Linked DNA regions of Mus musculus: all the other regions are linked to region 3. Evidence: chromatin contacts called from public promoter capture Hi-C data. All regions are on one chromosome and are shown on one strand. Each heading gives the region's core, a stretch centred on a gene start, on an enhancer-like site or on the middle of the called end of the contact. The rest is flanking DNA. Distances are from core to core; before and after follow the strand shown. Region 1 holds the start of Mfsd14b (major facilitator superfamily domain containing 14B). Region 2 holds the start of Zfp369 (zinc finger protein 369). Region 3 holds the start of Fastkd3 (FAST kinase domains 3).

Region 1 (4,115 bases), core at 380-2,879, 3.5 Mb after region 3:
CATCAAACATGGTTATATATACTTGCATGTGTACATGTTTTCCCTGCATGTGTGTATGTGTGTGTGTACCATGTATATGCTAAGGCCAGAGAGTGTGTCAGACCCCCAAATCTTGAGTTACAGTTGTGTGATGCCACACTGGTGCTGGTGCTGGGAACAGAACTTCTGTCCTCTGCAAGGACAGCAAGTGCTTTTAGTTTTGCGTCATCCCTCCAGTCCTCCAGGTTACATTTAAATCATTGCAGTTCAATTTGAGTTTTCACAAACTGGAATTTATTCAAAGAATATCTGAAAGACACGAGGTCCAGGCTGGCATTTTAACCAAATGGTATTAGATGTTTTTGTGTAGGTAGTATAGAGGGCAGGCTCAGAATCAACAAAACATGGTTGAAACAGAAGGAAAACTTAGGCTCATTAAAGGATATTGAGAAGCCAGCCCATCTCAATTCGAGTCTATAGCCAAGTTAAGTTTCTGTTTACTATAAAACTTGAAGTTTATATATTTCTCAGAGATGGGCTGCACCCTAGCCCAGTAACCATAGAATGTACTGTAATACCTCCCGCCCCAGCTACCTGTTTTTGAGAATGTTCTATACCAATACCCATTGTTCCATGACCCACTTTAACCTTGACCACCTGGTTTCACTTCTGTATCTACGATTCCATGCAAAATCCCCCACCCCATGGTTTTGCCCTATATAAAGGGCTTGAGAAGTTGGCTTGGGGCTGGTATTGTGAACCCCGTTTTAGGGGGAGACAGCTGCTGATTTGTCTCTGGTTTGTACACAATAAATCTTGCTTTAAACTGGCCATAATTTGGGTTGGTGATCTTTCGATTCACGTCTGTGAGATTAACAATATAATTTACAAAAATGACAGAAATCTGTAAATGTGCTTGACTTGTTTAAACATTCTGTCTCCAGTTATATTTAACAATTAAGAACAATGTCCAGTGTGGTGGCTTAAACCGACACCCAGCATATGGAAAACTGAGGCAAGATCATCAACATGTATTTAAGGCCAGCCTGGGTCATATATGAAGAAGGGTTGAGGACAATCTGCCTGAGATTGTGGATAAGAAAGTTCTAGGTTTAGTAAGTGCGAGCGTGCGTGCTTGCCTCTGGGGAGTGAGCATAGCTAGAGCCTATTGGAATACCAGGGAAGTGCTCTACCACTGAGCAATATATTCTGTGTAATTTTCTGTTAATCAGTGCATGGTTGGAGGCTTCTGAAATCCTGTCAATTGTAGACCACTTCCCCATTGCAGGATTACAGTTCCAGGGGCTGTGTGTCAGTTTGTTCTTTTTATAACTATCATCCTAGGAAAGGGGATAACATTTGAAATGTAAATAAAGAAAATATCTAGTAAAAAATCATTTACTTGGGGTAGGGGCTGGAAAGAACTCAGTTCCTATGCTACCTAAGGACCCAAGTCAGATCCCTAAAACCCACGAAAAGGGGGAAGGTGGGATGACGTGCAGTTGGAATTCTAGCCCGGGGTAGGAGTAAACAGTCCCTAGGACTCGCGGGCAGTCTAATCCAATCAGGAACGCTTTGGGTCCTTCCAGTCTCCGTTAAAATCTATAGGCCTGGAGTCCCTAGAAGATGACGCAGTTTTGATGCGCTACGCAGTCTGGGCGGAGCTTGCCCGAGCTTCTGGAGAGGGGTGGGCGTTCTAGGCGGGAGCTGCCTTTGCTGAGTTCTCCGGGCGGGACGCCGTCTCCCGACTGTTCGGGCGCTACTGAAAACTACTCACTGCCAGTGTCGGGGTCCTGTGTTCACGACCACCACTGAATAGTTGAGGGCCCTGTTCGCTTCCTGCACGGATCCAGCCTCGGCGTCCTCTCAGCAGCCGGTGTCGCCACTGGCGCCGCCGCCCGAGCGGCAGGCCGCTGCGGATCGCGGAGCCCATGAAGGCTCGGGCCCCGCCGCCGCAGTGGCGGCGTCGCCAGTGTCTTGGAGCGCTCCGAACCTGCTCTGGCATGACGGCGGCATGAGCACGGACGGGGAGTCGCCGGAGGAGCCGAGGTGGAAGGCGGTGGCCTCACCCAAGGCGTCAACCATGCCTGAGAAGCGCGGGAGCGCTCAGGCCGCGAGCGGCAGCTGGGTAAGTTTTGACTGGGTTCGGACAGGGACTCTGGGATTGTGGCTGTTCTAGGAGAGCCAGGTTCTTTGAAAAGCTGGCTTTCCTATCAACTCCTCCCCAGACGAACCTCTAGGAGATTTGGTTATTGATTCAAAAGCCACCAGACGCGGGACAGTAATATAATTTGGATATAATTCTGTGCAAATTGACAGAAATCTTCTGGGCACAGATTTTGTCCACAGCAACTTAGACAGTGTGTGTGTGTCAGTCTGTCTTAAAGCCTTCATTTTTCGCAGTCTCCGGAATTGCCTACAGGGATGCTGGAGGTCAAAGTGGGAGGCGCCTGATACTTCCTCCTCCTCTGGGTTTCAGAAGTGGCCTTAGTGTAGTAAGAGGAAGCTGAAGATCTCTGTACCTGAAGGTGAAAGTTCAGCCTGATCTCCTTTAGTGACATGTAAAGTTGAGATGAGTTTGACAGCTAGGGAAGGCTTATTTTCCTTGACCTGGATTCACAGTACAGACCTTACCAGTGCCACTTTTTCTTCTTCTTCTTTTAATGGTTGGAAACTAAGCACAGGGACTAATGTCATTTCTTCAGTCATAAGTATAAAAAGGATTTTTGGGGAAGGATCTACTTAGGACTTAAAACTTAAAGTTTTGCAGTGAATTGAGTACAAACTCTTGCAACTATGGGAAAGTTTGTTCAATGAGAAATAGGAATTTATTTAAATATGATATGTGTGGTCATGTGTTTTTCCTGTTTTTAAGCTTGCATATTTAATTTCTGTTAAAGAATACTAAGTGGTTCCAAGTGCATACTTGACTGTGTGAATTCATCTTTGGTACAATTGGGAGGGTAGAGAATTAGTAGTATGCAGAATGAAATCTCAAGTCAAAATTCAAACATGCAAAAATTTTGAGGTAAAACAGAACCACATACTATATCACATAGTATATTTTAGTAAGGGCTTACTAGGTACAAAATTGCTGCAACTCTCAAAAGTCTGCCAAGTACAGACCTTAAAGTCTTGTTCTGTCTGCATTCTTGTGGCTCATTTCCTTGATGTTTTAGACCTAGAGTAGAGCTGGCTTTTAGTCCTGATTCTACCAGAGTTTTACCACTCAGTGCCTGATCTGTTAAATGGTCATGTATTGAAGAAGCATAGGGGGATAATTTTTTTTCCCAAAGCTAAGGTTTTTCTAATGTAGAAAGCTTACCTTGTGGGGTAATTTCTGTAAAATTGGTTTTTCTCATTAAATAGGTTACACTTTACTTTCTAAATGAAACTAAATTACCAGTTCACCTTCTTGGCTTCCACTAGTGGATGGACAGTACTAATTAGTGGACAAGCCAAGCCAAGCCCAAGGAATGTGCCAGCTAGAAGTCAGTGTAGGGTATTTTTTCTCTATTTCTTTCTACCTGACTCTTTTAAATTTGTTTTATATATTTACTGTTTATGTATACTGTGTGTGGGTTCAAGAGCACATATGTTTTGAAACCTTATGTTTTGAAACCAAAGCTCCTTCAACGTGGAGCTCACAGCCTTTCTAGACTGGCTGGTTAGTGAGTCTCAAGGATCCTCCTATCTCTGCTTCGTACACTCATCCCATCCCTTCTCTGTATAGCCCTGGCTGTCCTGGAACTCAATTTGTAGACCAGGCTGGCTTCGAACTCAGAAATCCGCCTGCCTCTGCCTCCCGAGTGCTAGGATTAAAGGCGTGTGCCACCACACCTGGCTACATCCCATCCCTTCCTGCTAATCCCAGTACTTGGGTTACCAGCACATTCACCTTGCCCAGCTTTTTATATATATATTAGATATGAACTCAGATCCTTTTGGCTTGTATGTCAGGTATTTACAGAACTATCTCCTCAGCCCATGTATGGATTCTGAATGGTCATACTCTCCTTGTGAGCCCTTACCATGATAAAAAATATTCAGTTCTTTCCCATTTTCTAATTTAGAAAGGAGCCAGACCCCAGTCTAAAACCAATGTGCTTGAAACAAGAACTTTGGTGGTGTTATTT
Region 2 (3,976 bases), core at 243-2,742, 3.3 Mb after region 3:
GTACAGGCACTTCTGTTGGCGATCTAGCAGTGCCCACTCTTCCTCGGTAAATCTCAGTGATACATCTTCAAACTTCACAGATTCCTAAAAGCCATAAGATGCAGTTCAGCCGCAGGTTTTCCTCTTCCATGGTGTCAGAAAAATAGAAAGGCTGAGCAAGATGACCCAGCTACATTTTACTTATCTCATGTTCCTTTGTCTGAATCCTTGAGCAAATCGGTCTGACACTAATCAGGGGACAAGTGAGACTGTGGTCTATGAAAACCTGTTCATTTCTCACTAACCAGGGGATAGGACTGTTGGCTCCCATCTATACCTCTTTTCTTGTTTTTGAATTATCACTTCTTTAAAGTAGCTGCTGAAAACTAAACATGAGCCTCTTATCTTCTAACACCTGTCAGTTTCTCTCAACCAGATCCCCAGCTTTTGTTGTTGTTGTTGTTGTTCTGTCGAGATAGGGTTTCTCTGTATAGCCCTGGCTGTCCTGGAACTCACTCTGTAGACCAGGCTGGCCTCAAACTCAGAAATCGGGCCTGCCTCTGCCTCCCAAGTGCTGGGATTAAAGGCTTGTGCCACCAAAGCCTGGCCAGATCCCCAGCTTTAAAAAAAAAAAAAAAAAAAGTTGAAAAGGACTGGTGAGATGGCTCAGTGGGTAAAGGCTACCAAGCCTGAGTTTGATTGATCTCCAGGACTCATGTTGAAAGAAGGGTAGCAATCCGGAAAGGTGCCCACAAGCAGGCAATAGCACACATGTGCATACCCACACACAAAATAAATGTAATAGAAACATTTTTTGTTTTTGAATTGAAAAGCTTCAATCTGGCTTGCCTCAATCTGGCTTGCCAGTTCCAGTTCAGAAATCGGTTTGTTTGTTTCTTCTATTCTAACCCCCCTCTTGGGCAGTCCTTCAACTCCTCCCGTAACTCTAGGGTATTTGAGAGCAAACATCTCACCACTAGCCGGCCCCTGAGCCGTCACAAAAGCTGAAAAGAAGCCTTTACTCACATGGGGCCAGGTTGTTGGAAGCGTGGAAGCCATACTGTCCTCAGTGTTCTCTAGCGGTAGGAGGCAGAATGCTGATCGTCCTGAAGGTGGAAGAGGCACTAAGGAATGTGCCCAGTGGCTCCCCCACTTCTGCCCATATTCCGACCTCTGCAGGACATAACCAGTCCGCCCCAAAATTGCCAAGTGCCCAGTGAGTCCTCTCCCCGACTCCCATAAGCTTACAAAACAGGTTCCCCTCTAACCGAGAGGGGATGGTTGATGTCCTCCAATCCAGAATGCGGTCGGTTTTCTTAAACCGTGTTCCCCATCTAGAACGGGATGCCTCCTCAGGATCCGGACCCACGACTACACACCTTCTCCGGGGTCCATAGAAGTGGAGCCACTAACGAAGCCGACACTGGACTCCGGAGGCTGCAAATGAAACAGAAGATAGGAGTTGTCCCCGACGGGCTTTCACGCAGCGTTACGAGTGCTTGCGATAAACACAATGGCTCTTGCCTGTCGGTCTAGCCCCTGAGTCGGCTCGCTGGTCCGGACTACAACTCCCAGGCGCCCCCGCGGACGTCGAGCGGCGGCAATCTGTTGGCGTCCTTCCTGTTGGCAGGCTAAGCCGAAGTCCGTAAGCGTCTGCTACTGGCTGCTAAAGAACTAGGATGAAGCCTTTGAAGGAGGCTACTAAGATGCTAAGCATCTCCGTGGACAGAGACCGAGACTAGGAGGGAGTCGAACCCACTAACAGGAGCAAATGAACTTGGACAAACCGGAAGAAGTGCTGGTGTTAGATCGGCTGGGGGATGCTCGCCTTGTAGCAGAGTAAGGAGGGCGGAAGGAGGGCGGAAGGAGGGGACACACAGAATACACAGCTCGACTAGTGTAGAGGGGAGGGACCCGGATGGGGACTGGCTGTGGGTCGAAGGCAAGAGAAGACAAAGTCATTTAACCGAGTTTCCTTAGGGGAAGGAGAAAAGAATGCAATCGTGCTGTAGTTTCAGCGGTGTCCTTAAAGGGAGAGGAAGAAAGGACTAAACCGTAGAAACAGAAAGCCATTAGGCATTGGAATTAAAATTTTACTCGTTTCTATGAGAGGACAGGCGTTTGCGTCCAGATCTGTAGAGTGAGCAGGGTTGTATGGTTTAGGCAGGGTTGTATGGTCTTACAACGTTTAGGTGGTAAGTGTGGAGACCTGGTGGACTTGAAGGATATGGTAGGCTACACTAAATGTCCTCTCCAGTTTTCCCCAGCAGAGGAAGGGATGTAGTGAAAATTCTAGAATTTTGGTTTCTTGAAAAAAAAAAAAACCAAATATTATAAGAAGGTGCTTTTATTTTGATTCCGGGTATAGGGACGTAGGGCTGCTTCCGACTGCCTGAAGCAACTGACCATGATTTATTTGCCTTGTGCTCTAGCAGAATCGCGGTTCTGTCTGCAGCAGAGTTTTGGTAATTGTGTTATATTTGGAACTCTGGGAACTTTTCAGAGGGTATATAAATGTTAGAGCCCGATAGGCTGGGGGCTGGGGTGGGCCAGTTGTTGGTTGTATAGGGAGGAGGTTGGTTGTAGTTTGTTAGTAGCTGAGGCCAAAGGAGAAGCAAGAGAAAAGAAATCAGATTCGGGGATCTTCCTAATCACTCTCTCCCCTCTACTCTTGTTCCTTTCCTGTCTAGTGTTAGGGGGTAGAAAGGGGGGTAAGGATAATAATGGGAGGAAAAAGAGAACCGACAAAGTAGCAAAGACCAGTTACAAAGGGACACGGAGGATCAGAGATGTATGAGGAGAATTAAAATTACCCTCAGTCCCAGGGAGGCTAACTGTAAATATCCATGCATATGGAGAGCTCTTAGGGCAGCTTCTAGGAATTTGGCAGAAATTTGACATTAGACTAGAACACAGAAGTAGGCTCAGGCAAGAATTTGACTTTGGGCTAGGACAAGAAAGTAGGCTCAAGATCTTGATCATCTTGTAAGTCCCTGAATACCACGGGACCTTGTTTATTGCCTTGTTTGTTCCTTGACTGAAAACTGACCTTATTCTCTGCATGTACTTAGAATGGCATAAAAACAGACTGGAGAAAAATAAACCCACTTCAGCCTCTGCACAGGTTTGAGTGGTATTAAGTCTAATTGTCTTTTTCTTTTCAATCCTCACTCCCTCCCTTGAGACCCTGTTGACTGACTGAGCTGGCTTGATCACACACAGGGATTCATTTGTACGATACACATCAAGAGGATGTGGGTTCTGGTAATGCCAGTTATTAGGTAACCTGTGACTAGGTTTGTTCCTATTGGCAGATTAGATTGGGGGAACCTGAAGTCTGCCCCTGATCATAATTTGGTATGTTTGTAACTCTAGACAGCTCAGAACAACAAAGAATTCTGTTGTGTTCCTTATACTGTCTAGTATTCTATTCCTAGGGTCTCTTTATATTCTGTTCTGATTTATGTAATCTTGTCTTATTTGGGATCCAGACATACTGATGCCTAGAGCCTAGCGACCTATCCTTCTCAACCCAGGGTTTATGTATTCCTTTGAGGTTTCTAAATAGGGTTGGCAACACTGTGTCTAACTGTGGTCATGCTTCTTATTCTTACGGCTAAAATAGACTACATATTGTTCTTAATGTTTTTTTAAATTTTATTTTATGTATATGTGTACACTGTAGCTATCTTCCGATGCATCAGAAGAGGGCGTCAGATCTCATTACAGATGGTTGTGAGCCACCATGTGGTTGCTGGGAATTGAACTCGGGACATCAGGAAGAAGAGTCAGTGCTCTTAACTGCTGAGCCATCTCTCTAGCCCTGTTAATTTTTTCTGCAATTAATTTTTATATTTGGTATTGACTCAGATTATTATGCCACTTTTACTATGATAATACTTCCTTGGAATTTTTCATTCATTCATTCATTCCATTTCATCCTGGATCACATATATCCCAGACTGTCCTTGAACTTTGTAGTTAAGGTTAACCTTGA
Region 3 (3,753 bases), core at 526-3,025:
CCCTATCTCACAGATCCTGAGTAGAGCTGCCATTGCCAGAGGGACAGGCAGGGTGTCCAGGGCACTTATGAAACTCAGCACTTCCTCAAAGGAAGTGAAGTAGCTTAGTCTCCTGAAAAGCATCTCTTCATCCTCGTTTTGAAGACTCTGTCCTGGCTGGTTCCATTCCTGCGCCTGGGAGGACCATGGCTCGCCCACGGGATGAAAGTCATTTCCCTTTTCTGAGTGGAAGTTTTTACAGTATGCGTGATGGAATCTGACCCTGAACAGCTCAGGTTGTAGGGAGCAGAAGCACACACTCAGGCGATCTGTGACTGCCTTTGGGGCATGACTGGCAGGGTGAATTTTCAGAGCAACCACAGCTCCAGGTATCCAAAGAATGGACTTATGACAAAAGGCCCTCCGCAGGGTGATGAACGCCATGCCATAGAATTCACAACATGTGACTTAGCATAAGAAAAACAAAAACAAAAACCATGGTCAAATGCTGAGAAAGACAACACCAACGCTACGAAACTAAGAATGAGTATCCCATGACAAAGATTAAAAAAAAAAAAGAACCTTGCAAAAATATTTTAAAAACCAAGGTTTACTTTTCCCACCGAGCCAGGAAACAAGAGAAAGCCTGGGAAGGGGGTCCCCACTCTCCTGGTCCTGATTGCCACACCCAATTGGCTGACACCCAACAGTTGCACCATAACTAGACAAGGCACCGGTAGAAGACATGCACACCCCTTTCTAGGCAGTGTCACTAGGTTTTTTTTTTTAAATGAACTATGCCTTATATCTAAACTCCTTGAGTCCTATGTGTATGTAAGGATCTCAGATTAATGTTTTACCACAACGTAATTCCTCTTCAAAGGCCATGTTCTATGGACAAAGTGAAGGGTGTGCACCAAGGCATGTCTCCTTTAATATGTTTAAAGTTGGCTGCTGATTAAATAGCCCCCCAAACCCCATAATCCTATACATAAGTTACTACTCAGGCTTTCAGGCTTACGCGTCTCTTCAGTTTTCAAAAAAGGCTATTTTTTGAGTAATCAGAACTCATTGACCTTGCTGCGCTCTGGCTCATTCTGAAATTTCTTTTCAGTGGCCCTTGAACACCTTAGTGTTGTCGGGTAGACTGAAGCATCATAGGGCTGACTTCCTGTGGCTTCACTGTGTCTGGGCGAGATGCTGGCTCCTAACCCTAACTGCGATCGCTGCCCAGCCCTTACTTTAAGTCCTGCCTATGGGCTAGGTTACTGTAATTCAGTTCGTCTGGTTGACGCTTTTCCCGCTAAGGACCCTGCAGCCCAAGGAAACCACCTCTGTGTACAGTGAAGCTGGGCGCGAAGAGGAAGAGCTGGAATTCAGATTCTACCTCCAAATCTCGACACTCACGTGATGGGGAAAGGGAACGTCAATGTTGATAATTGCGAGAGAGGAGGAGCAGCCGACAAGATTCAAACTCCGGGTATGAGCCGGGCAAAGCATGGTAATTCGCGCTGAGAAGCTGGGCTGGGGCTCACGCACAATCACAGAAAAGCAAGCGGAGCAGGGCAACGGCGGAGGCAGGCGCCGCGCGACCGGACCGGAGCCCACGGAGCACGAGTGGGGAAGCCCGGGGGTCCTAATCCCGAGACACTTACCGAGCGGCTCCAAGCCGCACCCGGGACAGGACAGACACGGAGCTTCCGAGCCCTGGGAGCGTCCGTACACGGACGCTGCCCCTTACCTGGAGAACATTCCGGCGCGTGCGCGGCACTAAGGCCACCCACCCACCCACATCCGGCGATCAGCGATTGGCCCAGGTCCGCCCGCATGTCTGTTGGCGGTCGTGCGGAGCATGCGTGCTGTGCCGCGCGCGTGCGCAGTGCTCCCGGACTGTGCCTGTCGGAGGAGAACGGGGTTCCGCGCGGGAATTCGCGCCTGGAGGTATTCGGCGGGGGACGGCGGGAGCGACGGAAGCGGTGGGGGAGCCGGGACTCGCGCCTGCGCAGTGGGGATGAGCCGCTGAGTTTTCCGGACCGCGGTGGGGTTCACGGGGAGCACTTGGGAGGCGGACCGCGGTGGGGTTCACGGGGAGCACTTGGGAGGAGTCGGCTCCGCCACCTTTCCCAAAACCTCGTGAGCTCGCACGTGTCACCCATTGGTCCTGTCGAGTCTGTGGCAGTGCTTCCCGATGAACCTTTGAAGGGTTTGTGTCCTAGCTCCCCAGCGGATAAGCCACAAGTGCTTAGAAACTAACTAGAGTTGATTCACTCAGGAAAAGATAATTTTATATAGGCCGGCTACCACTCAGCGTTAGCCACTGGATAGAATGGCGGAGTGTGGAATCCCAGAGCCCTTTATCTTCTTTTTCTCTTGGTTATCTCCGGGGTAAGGCATGAATTAGAAATACCGTCTCTGTGTAAAGTCCATGTACGCTGACTACTGATAGATGCAATGATGCCATCTTTGATGACGACCAGTGCTTTGATTAGGATCTAGCAGGAAACACGAACTCCCCAGTTTCACGTGAACATTGTACAGTTACAGTTTTGGTTTTTTAAAGATTACTTATTTATTTTATATATATGAGTATACTGTGGCTGTACTGATGGTTGTGAACCATCATGTCGTTTCTGGGACTTTGAATTCAGAACCTTTACTTGCTCCGGAGGATCCTGCTCGCTCCAGCCTAAAGGTTTATTTATTATTATATGTAAGTACACTGTAGCTGTCTTCAGAGGCACCAGAAGAGGGCGTCAGATCTCATTAGGGATGGTTGTGAGCTACCATGTGATTGCTGGGATTTGAACTCAGAACCTTGGGAAGAGCAGTCAGTGGTCTCTTAACTGCTGAGTTACAGTTTGTTTTTGTTTTTTGTTTTTGTTTTTTGTTTTTTTTTTGCTTTGTTTTTAAACGGCAGAAACAATAGCCTTTGTAAGCGACACTGTGTTTGAGCATGGCTTAGCCCCTTCACCATTCAGGCTTATGATCCTAATTCAGAGTACAAATGGGCAGAAAGGCAGATCACTCCTATAGTTAGGCACTAATGAATGACAGACACTTGCAAGACCCAACAGTAGCTAGAAATCAAGAGTGGGTTTCACGCCATCAGGGACAATTCAAAAACGTCACTTTTGTATACCTCCTGTCTTAATTCTCTCATACTGCGATTCGTTTAAAATCAGTGCTAAGGAACAAGTTTAGAGAAGGCTGTTTGAAATTATGTTTGGGTGTCCTGCGGGCTACCTGCTTCATTAAACAGTGTACCCCTTTCTTCCTTTTGTGGTTTTTAGTCTCACTGTTAGAGTTGCAGCTGATGACCTGAGGTGATGAGAAGGTTTTTGTTACTTTATGCTACACAGCGAGGACAGGCAAAGGCCATAGCAGAAGAAATAAGTGAGCAGGCTGTGTCACACGGGTTTTCCGCAGATCTTCACTGTATCAGTGAGTCAGAAAAGGTAAGAGCAGCTATTCCTGTGCATTTTCCTGTACTTTGTTGTGGAATGAGGCAGTATACCCATTTTTTGTTGCAGGGGGTTTGCCCAAGCTAGCCTTGAACTCACATTGTAGCTTTGGAGAAATGAACTTTGGATCCTCCTGCCAACTAGCTGAGTCTAAACACAGAATTATACATTTGAATTAGGTTTAAAAAAAACCTCACAGCCTCATTGCACTGCAGCCCATCTTCACTAGGATAGCTCCTGTTGCTCCTCGGTTCTTTCATTGTTTTAAAGTGTGTTTGTTTATTGGGACAGAACAGGGCTCTTTGTAGACCAG

The links. Promoter capture Hi-C pulls out the DNA fragments that hold promoters and counts their contacts.
Region 1: a promoter capture Hi-C map of pre-B cells shows a contact between it and region 3. The contact joins the promoter of Mfsd14b here to the promoter of Fastkd3 in region 3. A contact is called at or near these places in 2 of 39 promoter capture datasets (cranial neural crest and pre-B cells) and 2 of 484 Hi-C or Micro-C datasets (CD4 T cells and rod photoreceptor).
Region 2: a contact with region 3 is called in a promoter capture Hi-C map of liver, with 4 times the contacts expected there. The contact joins the promoter of Zfp369 here to the promoter of Fastkd3 in region 3. A contact is called at or near these places in 2 of 39 promoter capture datasets (liver and pre-B cells) and 1 of 484 Hi-C or Micro-C datasets (CD4 T cells).

What each region holds. Positions count from the first base shown.
Region 1 is chr13:65,110,496-65,114,610 of GRCm38.p6, reverse strand. Mfsd14b (major facilitator superfamily domain containing 14B) reads left to right here and starts at 1,629. Exons shown (of 12, transcript NM_133680.3): 1 at 1,629-2,107. The coding sequence starts at 1,994.
Region 2 is chr13:65,276,370-65,280,345 of GRCm38.p6, reverse strand. It overlaps Zfp369 (zinc finger protein 369), which reads right to left and starts at 1,492. Exons shown (of 8, transcript NM_178364.5): 1 at 1,359-1,492; 2 at 1,006-1,085; 3 at 1-84. The coding sequence starts at 1,374.
Region 3 is chr13:68,580,232-68,583,984 of GRCm38.p6, reverse strand. Fastkd3 (FAST kinase domains 3) reads right to left here and starts at 1,775. Exons shown (of 7, transcript NM_027123.5): 1 at 1,635-1,775; 2 at 1-446. The coding sequence starts at 423. It overlaps Mtrr (5-methyltetrahydrofolate-homocysteine methyltransferase reductase), which reads left to right and starts at 1,816. Exons shown (of 15, transcript NM_172480.3): 1 at 1,816-1,920; 2 at 3,270-3,434. The coding sequence starts at 3,306.